Linked DNA regions of Sus scrofa: regions 2 and 3 are each linked to region 1. The links are chromatin contacts, called in public Hi-C and promoter capture Hi-C maps. All regions are on one chromosome and are shown on one strand. Each heading gives the region's core, a stretch centred on a gene start, on an enhancer-like site or on the middle of the called end of the contact. The rest is flanking DNA. Distances are from core to core; before and after follow the strand shown. Region 1 holds the start of A1BG (alpha-1B-glycoprotein). Region 2 holds the start of SLC27A5 (bile acyl-CoA synthetase). Region 3 holds the start of LOC110261337 (tigger transposable element-derived protein 1-like).

Region 1 (2,793 bases), core at 169-2,668:
ATGAGGTTGCGCGTTCGATCCCTGGCCTTGCTCAGTGGATTAAGGATCCGGCGTTGCCGTGAGCTGTAGTGTAGGTTGCAGATGCAGCTCGGATCAGGCGTTGCTGTGGCTCTGGTGTAGGCTCTCCCACCGCTCAAATTGGACCGCTAGCCTGGGAACCTCCAAATGCCATGGATGAGGCCCTAAAAAGAAGAAAAAAAACCCCCCAAATCCACAATCAATTTGAATATTCTTTTATTACTTTAATGTATTTGTCATATATTCCCGGCTGGTCTCTGCCCCCTCTCCCCAAGCAATGCGCCAAATATTTACAATATTTATTGTTTTATTACTTTTATCGTTAATTTCTTGTCATTTGTTGCATCATCTATGTTTAACAGTGTTTTCTTTTTTTTTTTTTTTTTTTTTTTTTTTTTTTTTTTTTTTTTTTTTTTGTCTTTTGTTGTTGTTGTTGCTATTTCTTGGGCTGCTCCCGCGGCACACGGAGGTTCCCAGGCCAGGGGTTGAATCGGAGCTGCAGCCACCGGCCTACGCCAGAGCCACAGCAACGCGGGATCCGAGCCGCGTCTGCAACCTACACCACAGCTCACGGCAACGCCGGATCGTCAACCCACTGAGCAAGGGCAGGGACCGAACCCACAACCTCATGGTTCCCAGTCGGACTCGCCAACCACTGCACCACGACGGGAACTCCATGTGTTTTCTTAATTAATTAATTAATATTATCATTATTTTGGCCGAGGCCACGGCATGTGGAAGTTCCCAGGCCAGGGACTGATTGTGTGCCACAGCAGCAACCAGAACCGCTGCAGTGATAATACTGGATACTTAACCCACTGAGCCACAAGAGAGCTCCCTAGTTAATTTATTTTTCACTCGAATGATTTTATTAATCATTGGTAATTTTATCTGTTAACTGTGATTCCATTCTATTATTTAAATGTTTTCGTGGATTGCCCCTTGTGGCTAGGCAATAATGGCCTTGACTGGTATCCATGAGGACTTGAGTTTGATCCCTGGCCGTGCTCAGTGGGTGAAGGATCCGAGGTTGCCATAAGCTCTGGTGTAGGTTGCAGACGTGGCTTGGATCCCACATGGCTGTGGCTGTGGCTGTGGGGTAGGTTGCTGGCTGCAGCGCCAATTTGACCCCTAGCCAGGGAACTTCCATAGGCCGCAGGTGTGGCCCCTCAAAAGGAAAAAAAAAAGATATTTGCTAGTACCTATTGCATTATTTGTTTTAGTATGTATTTTATTTTTGTCTTAAAAATGGTTATTATTTTCCCACATTTATTGTTAGTTTTGATCATTTTTGTCTGCTAGTTTTGTCATTTTTGTCTGTTAGTTTTGTCATTTTGTCTGTCATTAATTCTGCCCTTTTCTTCATTATTAATTTAATTGATTCATTTGGCCAGGTTATTGGTCACTGTTGTAGTGGAGACTCCTGTGGCCGAACTTTGCCCTTTGTCCCGACCCGCCGGAGCCCAGCTTCTTGGGAAGGACAAACAAGCCAAGAGGTCAGCGCCCCGCACCGCCCCCCTGCCCCTGGGCTCTATCACCCGACAGACAGCTGCTGCCAGGCTCCGCCGAGGCTGACCATGTCTGCGTGGGTGGCCCTCCTGCTGCTCTGGGGTGAGGCGTCGGGCCTGGGGTCCCCGGGGCAGGGCTGGGGGCCGGCAGGAAGGGCAGCGGGCCTTACCCGTGCGCCTCCGCAGGTCTCGCCCTGAGCCGAGTGACCGAGGAGGCCTTATGTGAGTAGTAGGGTCTGGGCGTGGTGGGCCCTGCCCAGGGAGCCGCTGTCTGGGCTCCCAGCTCTGACTCCTGTGCCCCACACAGTCTTGGATCCGAGGCCGAACCTGTGGGCAGAGGCCCAGTCGCTGCTGGAACCCTGGGCCAATGTGACGCTGACATGCCAGAGCCGCCTGCCAACGCTGGCTTTCCAGCTGCTCAGAGACGGGGTGGCCCAGGACCCGGTGCGCCTGGCCTCGCCCGCCTTGGAGCACCGGTTCCCGCTGGGAGCAGTGACCAGTGACACCCGAGGCCTTTACCGCTGCCGCTCCGGCTTGAACAGCAGGTGGACCGGCCTGAGCAACCTCGTGGAGGTGACTGGATCGGGTGAGTGGAGCGCTCGTGGGGCCCGGAGGCAGTGGGAGAGGCTGCTGGAGGGGCCTCCCTTCCGCCACCCCGCCATCTCCTCATCTTCTGCGGCCCCCGACCGCCAAGCTGGTGGCCTTGGGCAAGTCAGGTGACAGCTCTGAGCCTCAGTTTCCCTGTCTGTAAAATGCAGACGGTGTCTGGACTGACCCTGGGAGGCCATGAGGAATAAATGACTGAATCTCCAGGAAGTGCTTGGGGGGGCCTGGCACATGGGGGGCCCCTAACATGTCTTTCTCGCGAATTCCCGGCTGGTCTCTGCCCCCTCTCCCCAAACAATGCTGTCTACCCGCTGGCACCCTCGGTTTTCATGAGTGTGGAGGTCCAGACCCAGCTGAGCCCCCACGTGTCCCGAGTCAAGCCAGCCCATGACCCCTGCCTCATCCGCAGAGCCCCTGCCCCCACCCTTGCTCTCAACCAAGCCAGTGCCCTGGATCACACCGGGCCTGAACACGGAGCTGCTATGCCATGGGGGACTTCACGGTGTGACCTTCCTGCTGAGGCGGGAAGGCGACGACCAGTTTCTGGAGGTGGTGGAGGCCCCGGAGGACACCAAGGCCATCTTTCCAGTCAAACGGCCTGGCAACTACAGCTGCACGTACCGGACGCACGCGGCAGGCGCCCCCTCTGAGCCCAGTGCCA
Region 2 (3,017 bases), core at 346-2,845, 140 kb before region 1:
CATCCAGCCTGACCTGGGCTCACCCTTGGTGTGGGGCCCAGGACCCCCGGCTCCGTCTCCCGTTCACGCCCCTGCCCCCCCTTGAGTGGGGTGGGGTCTAGGGCCGCTCCTCTGCCCCCGTGTCAGGCTGCCCGAGGAGCCCCGGCCCCCACCCGAGCTACCCCTCCCTGCTCTGGCGTCTAGGGCGTCTAGACGCGCATCATGGACGGAGGCCTGGTCTTGGGAGGCCTGGTCTTGGGAGCCCTGCTTGGTAATAAAGAACGGGGGGCCGTGGGGCCCAAACCCGGAAGCGTGAGCTCTCGGACCCGCGTGTTCCTTGCCCTCACAGGCTGTCTGTGGCGTTGCTGCGGGGCATTTCCCTGTCCCTGGACAGCACCCCTGCGACTCCCTGCGCCCCTGTGGGCTGGGCCAGGACAGTGGGCTGTGTCATCTCGGGCCGCTGTTCTCTGAGCGGGAGTGGGGCACACATATAACTCGCCTTTGACTCCCAGAGCCCTGGGTCCTGTGGGAGGGGTACAGGCCGACCTGCCTGAGGTGGGTCTCCGAGAGGGAGGCCACTGTGGGAAGTCCCTGCCCTCGGTCCCAGCTGCTGCCGCCCAAGATGCGGGGTGGGAGGCCCCGTCCCCCAGATATGGCAACCAGACCTCTGGCCTTCGGACTTTCTGTCCCCATCCTGACGGGCGTGAGGGTTGAGCGCCTCCCTTTGGAGTAGGGCGGGGGGGGGTGTCCAGAGGGTCTCTGCGGTCAGGTTGCCATTAGGGAATCTCAGTTCCAGGATACCTGCCCTAGCTGGAAAGTTCTGGAATGGCAGGCATGGCTGGGGCTGGGAGGCTGGGCAGAAAGCGGCAGCCAGGGCCCTCGGGTTGCCCACTGGGCTGCTGAAGATGGCCAGGCGATGTCAGTTTCAGGCTCTCTTTCCTGCTTCCATCACAGAGTCCACCTGTGGCCCCGGCCCTCTGGTATTTGGAGCCGGTGAGGGGGCGGCTGCCGCAGCGCCTTGCCCAGCTTGCTGTGCCGGGGCCAACAGTAACATTTCTCTGTGCTACCCCAGTGACTTCCTCCCAGAGCTGAGGGGCTACGGCTTTCCTGGTCCAGCCGTGCACAGACCACCAGACCCACATTACAGGCAGAGTTCAGCCTCCTGACCCCTGAGCATGGTCCCCGCTGATGCCGAGGATGTGGCAGAGAGTGGAGCACATGGTTTGGAGATCAGAGCTGGGCTTGTTCAAGTGCTTACTGAGCACCTGCTGGGTACCTGGCAAGAGGCTGGGGGCTCATCCAGGCCCGGTCCCTTCTCCCCACGGATTCAGATTAAGTTGGTGCCACAGGAGACACTCTCGGTGAGGTTTGCGGGTGGATAGGCAGTGTGTGCAGCCAGAGTTGCCTTGCTGTCCTGCCGATTCTGCATTTGGCCGGACTGGAGGTTTAGTTCCCTGAGAGCAGGGATTTTCCTGCCTCTTACCCCAGGCAGGGGGTCTGGAGCCAAGCAGAAGACCTGGCAGAAGGAAGCAAACAGGTGGGGTTAAGAAGGCCTGGGGGCAGAGTCCTGAAGCCAGCACCCTGGTCAACAGTGCCTGGGTGGCCGCCAGGGGGTGGGGCTGACGGGCTCTCAGCCGGGGCAGAGGAGCGCGCTCCTGGACACTTCGCTGAGGCAGGAGCAGGTGCCATGGGCATCCAGGGGCGACTGGCCTTTTTGGTGCTGCTGCTGTTGCTGCTGCGAGGCCTGGGGTGGCCCGCGTGGCCTGCGGCAGTGGCCCTGGCACTGCGCTGGCTCCTGGGAGACTCCGCCTGCTGTGTGCTGCTGGGCCTGGCTGTGCTGGCGTGGCCTTGGCTGGGCCCCTGGATGCCCCACTGGCTGAGTTTGGCAGCTGCGGCCCTCACGCTGGCTCTGCTGCCTGCGCGGCCACCCCCAGGGCTGCGCTGGCTGCCCGCTGACCTGGGCTACCTCTTCGGGACCCTGCGCCTGGGCCTGAACATCCAGGCACGCTTGAGGCGCCGGCCGCCTGACACCTTCATCGATTCCTTTGAGCGGCGAGCACGAGCGCAGCCGGGGCGCCAGATCTTGGTGTGGACCGGGCCGGGGAGCCAGACGGTCACCTTCGGGGAGCTGGACGCCAGGGCCTGCCGGGCAGCTTGGGTCATGAAGGCCGAGCTGGGAGACGCCCTGGGCCCGCACGAGAGGGAGCCCACTGCCCTGCTGATGCTGCCCTCGCAGACCGTTCCTGCCCTGGGCCTGTGGCTGGGGCTGGCCAAGCTGGGCTGTCCGGTTGCCTGGATCAATCCGCACGGCCGGGGGGCACCCCTGGTGCACGCGGTGCTGAGCTCGGGGGCTCGGGTGCTGGTGGTGGACCCAGGTGAGGACCTCAGAGTCCAGTGAGGCTGGAGCGGGTGGGGACAGGGGCAGGGTCCTGGTAGGGGCTGGGCAAGAGCCTCATGCACCCTACTCACCCTTGTGGGCAATTAGAGCCAGAACTCAGTTGCCAGAAAGCAATTCTGAGGGCTCCAGGGGTGCGTGTTGTTTTTTCTTCACCATGGCTATTTCAATCTTTCGCCCCAAATGCTAATGGCAGGGTTCTCTACGGATGAGGCAGACACCCTTCTCTGCCGAGGCTTCCTCTGTGGCTGGTGGGGGGCTCCCTCCCCCACCTCCAAGGTGGGCCTCCCGTGACCTCCGCCTCTGCCCCATCCCTGCAGGCCTCCGGGAGAACCTGGAGGAGATCCTTCCCAAGCTGCAGGCAGAGAACATCCGCTGCTTCTACCTGGGCCACTCCTCCCCCACCCCGGGGGTGGGGGCTCTGGGAGCCGCCCTGGATGCTGCGCCCTCAGACCCCGTGCCCGCTGACCTGCGTGCTGAGATCAAGCTGCGGAGCCCCGCCCTGTTCATCTACACCTCAGGGACCACGGGTGAGGGCGCCCAGCAGTCCTAACCCCAACCTCTGAACTCTGCTGCGGACCCGACCCCCAGCCTGACCTGGGCCTCACACCTGACCCCTGAGACCCGCCTCGCCCTTTGATTG
Region 3 (2,929 bases), core at 135-2,634, 180 kb before region 1:
GGAACTCCCCACAAACTTCAGTTACATTCACTCGATCCTTCATCCTCTCCCTCCTACTCTATATAAAGTCCCCAAGCCCGCCTCCAGGGGAGGCGTGAGACTACATTTCCCAGAAGGCCGCGGGGCCGCCGAAGGCTCCGATTGGCCGGCCCGAGGTCTCCGTTCCCTTCCCCCCACCGGAACCGAGAGTACCTGCGCCTAAGCCCCTTGGCCGGAGCCCCCGGGTCCCCCGCGGCCGACCGCCCTCATCTCCGGACCACGACGCGGGCCGGCTGCCTCAACTAGGCCGGCGGGGCTGCGGCCCCAACCCATCTCCTGCCCCAGGCACCGCTTCCCGGTGGCCGCCGATCCCAGCCTCCATCTTATCGGCGGAAGCGGAGGTTGCCAGGCGACGGCCGGGATTGGAGGGGGCCGCTTGGGGCCCGCCCGACGGCGCTCCGGCGCTGCGCGGTCCCCCGGGCCCGCCGGGATATGGGAACGTAGTTCGGCGACGAGGTGGCCGAGCGCGGGGTCCAGGCTGGGGCGCCAGAGGCCACCTCTGCCCAAGGCTGGCTTTCTCGCCCATTAAGACCTCTCCTGTCTTTCCCCGAGTTCTACTTTCAGTCTCTCTCTCTCTCCATCGTCCTCCCTAATCTCCCTCCCTTCCCGGCGGTGTCTCACTGTTTCCTCATTCCGGGGAACTGTGCCCTTTCAGACTGTCAAAACATAATTTCGAAAGAGCAAAAAACATACGCGTCAAAGACTTATCTACCTCGGTGGGAACTAGCAAGGTGACACAGGTGGTTCTGGGAATATGAGAGAGAAGGAACAGCAGAGGGGGTGAAAGAAGAAAGAAGGAATAATGAAATAAAAGTGTGGGAGCTCCCTTCGTGGCTCAGCGGTTAACGAACCCGACTAGGACCCATGAGGATGCGGGTTCGATCCCTGGCCTTGCTCAGCGGGTTAAAGATCCCGCGTTGCCGTGAGCTGTGGTGTAGGCCAGCGGCTGAAGCTCTGATTCCACCCCTAGCCTGGGAACCTCCATGTTGCCGCGGGTGCGGCTCTAAAAAGCAAAGAAAGAAAATAGCAAAGTGGGATTAGTAGCGCTTCACAAGGCAGTGGAGAGGCCCAGCACTTAGTATCCTGCTTAGTGTCCTACAGTGTGATAAAAACAAAAAACTTGGGGTACCCTTTTCTACTGAACAGAAAGCACTACAGTCTATCAACCTTCTACAAGTTAGCATCTAACTTCACAGTATCTGGACTCTGATCAAAAGCAGTGAAGTGAGAAGTCGTTGCTCTGGTTAGGAAATCAGATGACCTGAAGGAGACTTGGCAGAGATGGTGCGAAGGCTTCCAGACATCTTTCTTGTCTTATTGTCAAGTTTTGTGTAAGTTTTCTTCACAAGCGTCCCTCCCGCTCCGTCTCTCTTCTTGCTGTCACCTTTCCCCGAGTCTTTGAAACTCTCGATCTATTTTACTGTACCTCTAATTTCTGTCCCTTTCTCGCCTCTTGCTTCTGTACTCCTGATCTCTATCCCTTGAAACTCGATCTGCACGTCTTGTCGCCGTAAACGAATTCTCCCTCTCCTGTCTCTCCTTTCCTCTCCATCCCGCCCCGATCTCTCTCCCTCTTGTTAACGGTCCTGACACAAGTCTACCCAGCCCTGCCTCCCTGTCTTCTTATCGCACAGTTTAGGACTCTGAGAGCAGAAATCTTCGTTCTTTCTGTCCTGCCCGTGTCTCTGTCCCGGGGGCTGTTCACTTACTTTCACTGTCTCTAGTCACAGCCTGCCCCGCCCCCGCTCCTCAGTGTCTGTCTGTCAGTCCTCGCAGTCTCTCTCGCTCGGCATCACCTCCTCCCATCTCTCCCATCCTCCTGCAGACGCCTGCGGGTACCCATGGTTGCACTGGAAAGCGCCGGCACCACCCGCGCGGTTACCATGGAGACGCCCGGGCCGCCTACGGTCCGCTGGCACAAAAGAGCATCTTCGCGTTGCGCGCACGCGCGCAGAGGGCCGGCCGCCACGCCTCCCAGAAACGGCTGGGCTAAGCCCCTCTCCCGGGCGAAAGCGCGAGAGGCTCGCTTGCGGTCCTGTGGGCGACGGCACGGGTGGCCCAGTCTCTGCAGGGGGTTGCCATGGAGAAAGGGGCTGACGGAATCCAAGCGAGGGCCGTGATTGGTTCAGGGTCCTGCTAATCCCTAGGAGCCGCGTAGAGAATGGAGGAAGACGTTGTGGAGGGCATGCGCTGTTGGGCAGGCGGTGCTGCCTCCTGTTGCCCCCTGGGAAGCTTGCGCGCGTCGACGGGCCCCTGACGCTTGGATGTGAGGCTGGGAGCGCAGGAAGGCGCGGCCCGGAGTGTGATCCGATCGTGGCGAACGACGCTGCCCCGGGGGACAGCGGGAGGAGGGCGGAAACTGAGACGAGCTTGCGGGAAGGGCGAGGCGGCGCCCGGGCTGGTGCGTGGAGCATTCTGGGAGACAAAGTCCGTCGGGGCGGGGGAAGTCGGGAGCGCGCATGCTCAGGAGCACGGAGCGGCCCGCTGAGTGCGGAGGTGAGGGCGGGCGCCCCTCGATCGGGAAGGTGCGGGCAGGGACCCGGGCGGCGGCCCAGCGGGACCAGGAGCGCGGAGCAGGGGCCTGGGCGCTCCCTGTGGACCGGCTCAGTGCTGTTGTGCGAAGCTCGCCAATCCCTGGCCGTTGCCACGGCGACGGAATCTGGAAACCCCGCCCCCAGTTGCCATGGCGGCACCCGGACCTGCCCCGGCTTCCTAAAGCAGACATGGCCAGCCAAGACTTCTGGTAAATGTAGTTTATCGAGCTCCGAAGGGCCGGCTCGATCGCTAAGGCCCAGCTTTCTCCTGAGGTTTCGGTTGACTTGGAATCTTGAGGAGTGAAGGATAGACTCCCAGGATCAGACGGCCTTCGAACCCGAATTCACACCATCAA

What was found. Promoter capture Hi-C pulls out the DNA fragments that hold promoters and counts their contacts. A called contact is a pair of places that touch in the nucleus more often than the background predicts.
Region 2: a Hi-C map of liver shows a contact between it and region 1, with 4 times the contacts expected there. The contact joins the promoter of SLC27A5 here to the promoter of A1BG in region 1. A contact is called at or near these places in 2 of 47 Hi-C or Micro-C datasets (both in liver) and 1 of 2 datasets of contacts at active chromatin or transcription factors (alveolar macrophages).
Region 3: a contact with region 1 is called in a promoter capture Hi-C map of liver, with 3 times the contacts expected there. The contact joins the promoter of LOC110261337 here to the promoter of A1BG in region 1. A contact is called at or near these places in 1 of 5 promoter capture datasets (liver) and 1 of 2 datasets of contacts at active chromatin or transcription factors (alveolar macrophages).

The regions. Positions count from the first base shown.
Region 1 is chr6:62,938,247-62,941,039 of Sscrofa11.1, reverse strand. It overlaps A1BG (alpha-1B-glycoprotein), which reads left to right and starts at 1,418. Exons shown (of 8, transcript XM_003128132.6): 1 at 1,418-1,629; 2 at 1,713-1,748; 3 at 1,834-2,112; 4 at 2,542-2,793. The coding sequence starts at 1,596.
Region 2 is chr6:63,073,824-63,076,840 of Sscrofa11.1, reverse strand. SLC27A5 (bile acyl-CoA synthetase) reads left to right here and starts at 1,595. Exons shown (of 11, transcript XM_021097370.1): 1 at 1,595-2,354; 2 at 2,695-2,904. The coding sequence starts at 1,667. ZBTB45 (zinc finger and BTB domain-containing protein 45) reads left to right here. Exons shown (of 3, transcript XM_021097384.1): 3 at 1-295.
Region 3 is chr6:63,122,389-63,125,317 of Sscrofa11.1, reverse strand. LOC110261337 (tigger transposable element-derived protein 1-like) reads right to left here and starts at 1,384. Exons shown (of 3, transcript XR_002345404.1): 1 at 1,301-1,384. It overlaps MZF1 (myeloid zinc finger 1), which reads left to right and starts at 1,293. Exons shown (of 6, transcript XM_021097358.1): 1 at 1,293-1,370.